Regions from separate parts of the Mus musculus genome. Here region 1 is linked to region 2. Evidence: chromatin contacts called from public HiChIP or PLAC-seq data. All regions are on one chromosome and are shown on one strand. The core of a region is the stretch at or near the end of the contact, and the rest is flanking DNA. Distances in the headings are between cores, read along the strand shown. Region 1 has its middle 38 kb from the start of Gm33308. Region 2 overlaps Prkar2b (protein kinase, cAMP dependent regulatory, type II beta).

What was found. HiChIP or PLAC-seq counts read pairs in DNA pulled down with a chosen protein or histone mark.
Region 1: a contact with region 2 is called in an H3K4me3 HiChIP or PLAC-seq map of bone marrow-derived macrophages, with 4 times the contacts expected there. The contact joins two enhancer-like sites. A contact is called at or near these places in 4 of 115 datasets of contacts at active chromatin or transcription factors (acute myeloid leukemia, bone marrow-derived macrophages, large pre-B cells and 1 more).

Annotation. Positions count from the first base shown.
Region 1 is chr12:32,281,827-32,286,611 of GRCm38.p6, forward strand. No RefSeq gene overlaps it. Among named protein-coding and RNA genes, the nearest start is that of Gm33308, 38 kb to the left of the region's middle. Within about 2 kb of position 3,410, at least 31 of the 459 cell types and tissues checked have an H3K27ac peak or open chromatin away from gene starts, as enhancers often do. A contact at or near this core is called in bone marrow-derived macrophages and memory CD8 T cells, where this site is marked.
Region 2 is chr12:32,007,081-32,011,686 of GRCm38.p6, forward strand. The region is part of intron 2 of Prkar2b (protein kinase, cAMP dependent regulatory, type II beta); the gene reads right to left. Among named protein-coding and RNA genes, the nearest start is that of Prkar2b, 52 kb to the right of the region's middle. Within about 2 kb of position 2,346, at least 75 of the 459 cell types and tissues checked have an H3K27ac peak or open chromatin away from gene starts, as enhancers often do. A contact at or near this core is called in bone marrow-derived macrophages and memory CD8 T cells, where this site is marked.

The sequences.
Region 1 (4,785 bases), core at 2,160-4,659, 280 kb after region 2:
AAGCAGGTGATTGGTATGTAATACATAATGATGAAACAAAATCAAATCTATGCTCCAGGCATTTGTCATGTGTTTGGGGAACATTTAAAATCCTCTCCTACAACTATTTTGAAATATATAATAAATAAACTACTGTCTTCCCACTGCTCTGTGGGATGTGAGAATATTCCCCCTTTTCTAACTCTGTATTCCCTCATCCCAGTCCTCCTAGGCTCTAGTAACCTAGTTCACTCTCTATTCCTGTGAGATCAATTAAACTTCCATGTTTGGAAAAAAACATAAAAAGGATGAAATCATAATAGCACAACAGAGAAAGAGACAGAACTGAGGTAGACCAGATAGACAATCAGATAAAGTCCTAGAACTTAGAAATCAGACAGGTCAACATATAAATTGAAAGAGACAGCAGAATAAGAAAAATCAAGCTAAGTTCAGAGATGCTGGAGAGCCTTCCTAAAGATACCAGGGAAGGTCTAAAGTCAGAATTTATGAACATGACCAGTGGAATGGTTTATAAAGTTGTCACGGGGCATGAAAAACAAAGAGGATCACCCTGATTCCAGACTTGTCCCCCACTCCCGCCACCCATTAGATCCATGGAATGTTTCCCTGTGCCTAACCCTCCAAGGAGGCTCCCCTCTGAAGAATGTAGAGGGTCAGGATGGCGAGGAAGGGGGAAGCACTGGATGGAAGCAAGGGTCTGATGAATATGCAGAGCTGAGCTTGAGTTAATCAATACCAGGTGCCCATGACAGCAGCCAAGGAAAAGCAAACTCACCAGAAACGGTTTGCTCAAGATTCTCTTGCTTTGTATCCTTCACCATAGCCTTGCAGGGGAGTCAATCTAATGGAAGTCAGAGGCAGGGAACCTGAACTCAGCCATTTGGGGAGACATAAGACTGTCTCCTCTGAGGAAATCCAGATGACCAACCGCTGCCAGTCTACCCAGCCTTCCATGTCCATAGCCACAGACAAATGTGAGCTCCCTAGCAGGTGTTTGGAGTATGGAAACTGGACTGACCATGTCAGCCAGTGTGTAATATCCAAGAGAATGAACAAGTAAAGGTGCAACCAAATCTGTAGCAACACAGGAGTTGCTTGGGTACAGTGAGCTCATGTCTGCAAACTCCCAGCATTAAAGACTCAAGCAATCCTGTGTGCACTGATGCAGAAAAACATCTGCACTGTGTTAGTGGGAAATGGAAAGCAGCTTTTGAGATAGCATGCATGTTTTGTGATACTTTAAAAATTATTTGTTTATTGTGTGTGTGTGTGTATGTGGTGTGTGTGTGTGTGTATCTGTGTGGTGCATGTGCGTGTGTGTGTGTGTGTGTGTGTGTGTGTGTGCAGCAGTGTGTCACAGCACAGGGTGGATGGAAGTCATGGGACAATTTTACAGCAGTTGGTGTGTGGCAGGGTCCCATTTGTTTCTGTGGCTGTGCTGCTTATGGGAGCTTCTAGCAGATCCTCCTGACTCCAGGTATCATCTTGTAGAAGTGATGAGATTACAGATGTGCACCACTGCATCTGGCTTCTTATGTGGGTTCCTGGGATTTAACTGATGCTGTCAGACTTGTGCAACAAGTGATTTTACTGGCTGAATATTCTTCCTGGCTTGACACTGCTTTTATTTCTAAGAATAAAAGAAACCTATCTGGAAAGAGCAGAAAGAGCGTGCCACAGACCTGGACACTACTGAGAGGATTTCCATTAGTAAGTGCTGCTTATGTAAAAAAATTGAAATAATGATAGCACTAGAATATAGATACTGACACACACACACACACACACACACACACACCTGGAAAGATACACAAAAATGCCAGTAGGACTTATCTTTAAATCAGTACATTAAGTAACTATACTTGCTCCACTTTTCTGTATTGTGGGATTTTGGGAACTCTGTTTTTAGAAATAGCGATTGGGACTTTTAGAGGCTGCCAGTCAAAAACAGAATAAAATTCATGAAGTCCTGGTGCTTGGAGATGGGAGGATGCAGAGCCAGAACCCTGGGAAGGCAGGGGATGAGACTAGCAAGAGCAATACCTCTAACCTCATTAGTCTGATTGATAACAGTACTAATTTCAGTATAAATATCCTCACCTTTGGGTCCCACACTAGTAATGGAGGAGTTGAGCAGCCTGGCTGGAAACAGCCCCTCCCACACTCATCTGATGACACCGCTGGTGGGAAAGTTCTAGGAAGGTTGGATTCTCTCTGCAGCATACCAGACTTGAGCTCAGCCTTTAAACTGGCCCCTTGGTTATGTGGAGCACAGCTCTGAAGAAGAGGCAGAGATGGGAGGTGAGTGTGGAAGAGGCAGGAGGCAGCTGCACCTCTGGCCTCATCACATGGACAGAATGACTGCTCTGGATTATCTTGAAGGTAGGGGTGGGTGTCCATTTTATTATTTTATTTCATCTATGGGTGTTTGCCAGAAAGCGTCAGTGCACCATGTGCATGAAGCTCCTTCAGAGGCCAGAAGTGTGAGCTGGGAATTGAACCCAGGTCCTCTGGAGGAGAAGCCAGTGCTCTTTATCAGTGAGCCTCTTCAGCCCCCATCTTATTTCTATTAGGAAGCAATTAGTGATTGACCTTTCTTCTCACAACCCTGCTTCTAGATTTCAGCACCTTGGGGCTCTGCTGCAGACAAGGTTGTCTGTGCTTAGGAAGTTGAACCGGGCACTTGTTTTGTCATATGACTAAAAGGACTTAAGGGGAGAAGAGTTAAGTTTAGTTTACAGTTTCAGGGTTCAGTCCTTCATGACAAGGGAGTCATCTGGCCACATCCCATTAACAGAAAGAAGGAAGAGGGAGAGAGGGAGGAGGGAGGCAGTCATGGAGGTAAAGAGGCAGGGAGGGAGAGAGGGGGTTGGGTAGGTCTAGGATCCTAGCCTATAGATGGGAACTGCCCACGATTAAGGTGACTCTTCACACCTCAGTAAACCTAAATCTATTTAATTCCTCACAGGTGTACCTGGAGGCTTGATTTTACATCTTGTCAAGTTGACAGCATTAACTACCACAGTTGGGGTGAGAACGCTGTTAGGAGCAGACAGATGAAAACGAGGCGATGACAAGGTCCACCTTTCCATCCCTGCAAAGGCAGTCTGCTCCAAACACGATTCTCCCTCTCCTGATTTCATTTTGATTGTGTCCAGTTCCTGGCCACATTCTCATCATGTTTATCTTTGCAGTTGCCTTTTGTTTAAATGGACCGAACTGGAAAGTCAGGCTGTGCCCTTCAAAACTATAAAAGTCAGGAAAAGAAGAGTTTTCTCCCTGCATTACAGTCCCTGGGGTGGACATTTTATTGTGTGTCCCTTGACATGGGGTAAGTCAGCATTCCCCAGGGGCTGGTAGTTTCTTCCGTGTAGCTAAAGGATAAGAAACCATAGCTGTGGTTGCAGAGCAACAGTGAGAGAAGGCTATGAGGGTGTGATCACCTACAGAGAAGAGACCACAGGAGGAAGTGTGTGGCTGACTTCTGCAGTTTTGTAGTTCAAGTCTAGAATAACTTTGCTTTTTAAAATAAAAGCCTTGTAGAGCTGGGGAGATGGCATTGGCTTGTTCTTCCAATCCAGTTTCAGGTCACAGCATCCACATGACTACCTGTAATGGTCTTCTGTACCAGGGGATTTGGCATCCTCTTCTGGCCTCCTGGGCACAAGGGATGCAGGTGATGAACTTAAATACATGTAAACAGAACACTCATACACTTAATAAATAAATCTTTAAAAGAAAAGCTTTGCATCTTTAACACATAGATAACATTAAAAGCTTTATTGAGTCAGTACCTGCTAGTTTTAACTCTTTCGTTCTGTTATTCTTTAAAATAATATTTTTGTTAATTATTGGAGAAATCCACACAATGTATTTTAATCATACTCACACCCCTCTCCTAACTCCTCCAAGATCCTCCCCCATATTTCTACCCACCACACTTCATGTTCTCCTTGCCCCCATGTGAGTCTAGTTTGTGTTGGCTGACTGACTACGCCTGAGAGTGGGGTCTGCCATGAAGTGTGGTCAACATACCAGGTGTTACACCATTAAAGAAAACCTATTTCCCCTCTCCAGTAGCAATTAAATACCAATAGCTCCTGACTAGTGTTGAAACATCATGCCTATCTCCTCTTCTCTGTACTGGGATTTTTCTGACTTAACTTGTACATTGCTGAGTGGGTATTTGCCCTATTGTGTCTGGAGAACACTGGCTTTTTTGAAGCTACCCACCATCTTTTAGCTCTTAGCATCTTTTCTCCCCTGTTCCACTTACATCCCTAAGCTTTGAGTGGGCTGGGCACTCTTAAGTCTCTATTCTATGAACATTGGCCAGAGGTGGTCTCCATGAATTGCCATCACTGCAAGAAACTCTTCTGGTGAGAGCTGAGAGATGCTCTGGTCTATGGGGAGAGCAGTAAGTCAGTAGGAATCAGTTTATTGTTATGTCTATTTAGAAGAAAAAGAGTAGTAGGTTTCCCTCTCTTAAGCTGCAGGTTCATGGCTTCATTAAAAAGGTCAGGTATGGGTTCCATCTGCTAGAGCTGGCTTTATATTCAATAAAAAGTGACAGGTTACTCTGGTGACACTGTTGCACCAGTGGGCATGTCGTTCCAGGCCCTTATCAGAGCTCTGAGCATTTATAGCTGGGTAGGATTGATTATTGCTTTTCTCTTTAGTAGAGTGCATAACACCTTCTAAGGACCATGAATAGCTTTGTTAATTTTTTTAAAGGGGGAAGCATAGATGAATTGAAAAACATCTATCTATCTATCTATCTAT
Region 2 (4,606 bases), core at 1,096-3,595:
GGGTCTTTTTTGTTTTTGTTAATTTGTTTAAGTTAAAAGACAGTATGGCAAAGACAGGTTTAGAATGAAATTCCTCAGCACTGCTGGTGAGAAGTGGGAATGGAATGGAAGACGCCAGATTCGAAAAGTATCACGGGCTTTGAAAGTGGCTGGGGATGTAGCTCAGCGAGGAGAGGAGTTGCTTAGCATGCACAAGGCGTGGGTTTGATCCCCACAACCACATAAATTTGTTATGGCAGGCGGTACAAGCCTGCCATCTCTGCACCCCAGAGGCAGAAGCAGGGGGTTCAAAGTCACCCTTAGCTGAGTCGGAGGCCGCTCTGGACATTAAGATCCTATCTCAAAAATAAAAGCTTTGAGGGCTGGAGAGATGGCCCAGCAGTTTACAGCACTAACTGCTTTTCTAGAGGTCCTGAGTCCAATTCCCAGGAACCAAATGGCAGCTCACAACCATCTGTAACAGAATCTAATGCCCTCTTCTGGTGTGTCTGAAGGTCAACTACGGTGTACGCACGTACATAAAATAAATCTTTTAAAAGATAAAGCCTTTAACATTCTCAAGGTCAATTCAGTAAGTACTCTTCAAGTCCTTCCATCTAAAAACCGATAGTTAAAAAGAGTCCCCAATAATAAATAAAAAATAATTAAGATATGTATTCATGTATGTTATTAATATTTTTAAATTACTCTTTGAGGGGCTAAGAGTACAGCTCAGTTGGTAGAGTGCTTGCCCAGTATGCAGGAGGCCCTAGAATCAATCCCAGGCACCATAGCAACCCGGTGTGACGGCAGCTCTGAGGAGGGAGAAGCAGGAGAATTAGGAATTCAAGGCTGCACAGTGGATCAGAGGCCAGTCTGGACTACATGAGATACTCTTAAAAAAAAAAAGTAAATAAGGTTTCATTTTCGATTAAGAACTTTGCTGTTCAGTAATATCTTATAAAATGTTTTTATAGTCATTTGCAATGCAGGTGTATATTGTATATTTATAAAAAACGTATGCATAAAAGATGGCTGTCAAGGTGGATACCAATGTTTACATAGCAGGTACTGCTCTATAGAAAGATTATGACTATTCTTATTTTCCTACCTACCCTTCCATGTTTTTTTTTTCACTTTACAATCAGAAAGGCAGGCAGATCTCTGTGAGTTCAAAACCGGACTGGTCAACAGATTGAGTCCCAGGACAATAGGGCTATTCAGAGAAACTTTGTCTGGAAACCCATCATCATCATCATCACCACCATCATCACCATCATAATAATTTAAAATGTATTCTCAAACATCTTTAAACATCCATACTTCAAAAAGATTACTAAATTGCCTCAAATTATTCCCATCTCAGGTACAAGAAGGAATTAAAACCACAAGAACGGTATCTTACTAACCATCTTTTTTTTTTTAAGGTATCTCATCTTTTCTCAAATTGGCTTTAATATTTTATACTTCCTAAAAACATACCATCTCTAAAACTAACAGAATCAAGGTGCCAAATTTTTCCCAAATACTTTAGGAAAATAACTCATTAACAATGCCACAGTAAAACTAAAAACTGTTTCTAATAAAACTAACACCATTTATTTGAAAGAACAACATGGTGGGTAGGATGCAGCCCAGTGATCCAGTGGTTGACTAGCACAGAAGGGCCACTCCTCAGTATGAACACCACGTCTATCTCATTCCTGTAATTTTTATGCAGCAAAAAAAAAAAAAAACATCTTTAGCCAGACATGGTGGCACATGCCTTGCACCCCAGCATTTGGGAGGTAGACCTCCGAGTTCTAGGCCAGTCTGGTCTACACAGCAAGTTCCAGGACAGCCTAGTGGAATGAGGAACGTGGTAGGTCCTGCCCCACCCCCACCACCAAAAAGGCAGAGAGGAGTTATCCGGAACTTAGGGGAGGAAATCAGCACTCTGGAAATGAAAGGCATATGATATAGAAGCATTTATTCATAAAAAGACCAGATTTTCAGTTAACACAGTGCAAATCACTGGCATCCCTGCCCAAGGCTGCTCGCTATGCCATTCTAGGTGAACATGGAAACAGACAAAAAACAAAACAAAAACAGACAACACACACTACACACACACACACACACACACACACACACACCACACACACACACAAACACACACACACCACACACACACACACACCACACACCATACACCACACACACACACACCACACACACACACACAAACACACACACACCACACACACACACACACACCACACACCATACACCACACACACACACACACACACACACACTCACTTACCACACACAGTTCCTGCCCTGAGCACTGCTGGTTACAGTGACCTGGGTGAAAGACAAGCAAGAGGCCTGAAGCTTAGAGAGCATAAGATGGTGTCATCCCTAGATTCAGTAAACTAACTAGAAATGTAACGGAAAGCGAGACAGTTAGGAGTCTGGTTACTTTCCCATGTGTCTGAGCTGTGGTTATGCTTTGTGGGGACATAGAAGAAACTGGCAGGGCCCAAGCCGTCTACCTACACCTGGAAGTCAACAGGGCAATAGAGACCATCTCTGTGCAGGCAGAGGGGACATGAGATGACCCAGCAGAGAGTAAATGCCAAACCTCCCCTTGAAAACTGCCTGAAATTTAAATGTTCCCAAACTCACACAGGATCTGTCAGCTGTGAGTGGCTTTTGACCATAACATCAGGCAGACACAAGCCAACCCTCAAAGCCACAAACCACAGCGAGCTGGAACACAGGAATTTAAGCACAGACAAGTCGGCTCTCCCACCTGCCAGGAAGCAACAACCTGGAGAGGGGAGCTCGGGAGCCAGAAACATTACCGTAAAGATCCTAAACTGTCCACAACCTGGAGAGGGGAGCTCAGGATCCAGAAACATTACCGTAAAGATCCTAAACTGTCCACAACCTGGAGAGGGGAGCTCAGGATCCAGAAACATTACCGTAAAGATCCTAAACTGTCCACAACCTGGAGAGGGGAGCTCAGGATCCAGAAACATTACCGTAAAGATCCTAAACTGTCCACAACCTGGAGAGGGGAGCTCGGGATCCAGAAACATTACCGTAAAGATCCTAAACTGTCCAGCTCTTAGCAAACATGACACATGCAGAGAAAAAGTAGATGTGACCCACAGGCTACAAAGAACTGACTGGACACAGAGAAGACTTCAAAGAGGCTATTTCCTTCGTGGAGGCAGAGGAAACCATATCTGATCGGCTGATCAGTGATTCAGTAATCAGCTTCATTAAAGAGAAAATTACAAGAAGGGGTCACAGGGAAAACGTGTTGAAAAATGTAACAACTCGGGTTTGGTTTGGTTCTGAAGTCATTAGAACAGCTCAATGGAAGGAAGAATCGAAGACTAGGGCTAGAGGGATGGCCAGTGAGTAAGTGCTTGCTGCGCATGCGTGAGGTCCATTTCACGTCTCCAGCACCCAAGTAAAGCCAGGTATGGCAGGACACACAGGTAAGCCCAGCACTGGAGAGTGGAGAGACAGGAGGGTCCCAGGGACTCAATGGCCAGTCAGCAAACGGGTTCAGTGAGAGACCCTATCTCAAATAGTAAGGTAGAAAGTGACCGAGGAAGAGGCCGACCATCAACCTCTGGTCTTCACATACACATGCACAGGCAAGTATTTCTGCATCTCTATGTGCACACGTGCATACGGTTCTATAGACACTAAACAAGTGGAGCCAATGTTAAAAGCAGAATCAAAGAACTTGAAAGGCAGATCAATAGAAATTATTCCACTGGAAAAATGAGAGAGCAAAGATGAGTTGTCTAAGAACCCTGTGAAACACTGTGCACCACACTGACAGCGTGTGGAAGTCCCTCTCAAACATGCTACAAAGAGGAGAGGAAGAAACTCTCAGAGATGTTGGCAAACGCTGGGGGTTGGTCTGTCACTATGTATGCCATTGCTAAAGTCTCAACCCCAAGATCTGGTTGTTGTCCAGACAAGTGTGTTCTCACATACACTGGCCTTTGTTGGGTAACCCTTGCTCCCCAGTTTAAAGCTATTGGTTAATAAAAGGCTAGAGCCTGTGATTGGATAGTAGAGAGAGAGAGGTGGAACTTAAAAATCGAATGAGAGAGACCACGGGAAGATGGAAAAAGAAGACAAAGAGATCAGGAGGCCTCCATTAGACAAGATGGACCAGCAGCACGTGGCCCAGAGAAGTGCACCCCAAGGACAGCTGATGGAGCAAAAGCAGCCTGAGCGAGACTCAAACAGTGAGTCACAAGGGACAAAGGGTTTGTATATGTGAGAGAACAGCACAGAACCCGCCCAACCTAGGCTTATAGCTTGTAAACAAAATACCAAGTTTCTGTGTCTTTTATGTGGGCTAGATAGACTATATAATTCATCTATAGGCAAACAAGTTTTACAGTTTTATAACAGTATTTACCTAAGATAGTATACACATCTCTAATCTCAGCATTATGAGGTATAGGGAAGAGGATAAGAAGTCCAAAGCCATGCTGGGCAACTGTCTTAGTCAGGGTTTCTATTCCTGCACAAACATCATGACCAAGAAGCAAGTTGGAGAGGAAAGGGTTTATTCAGCTTACACTTCCATATTGCTGTTCATCACCAA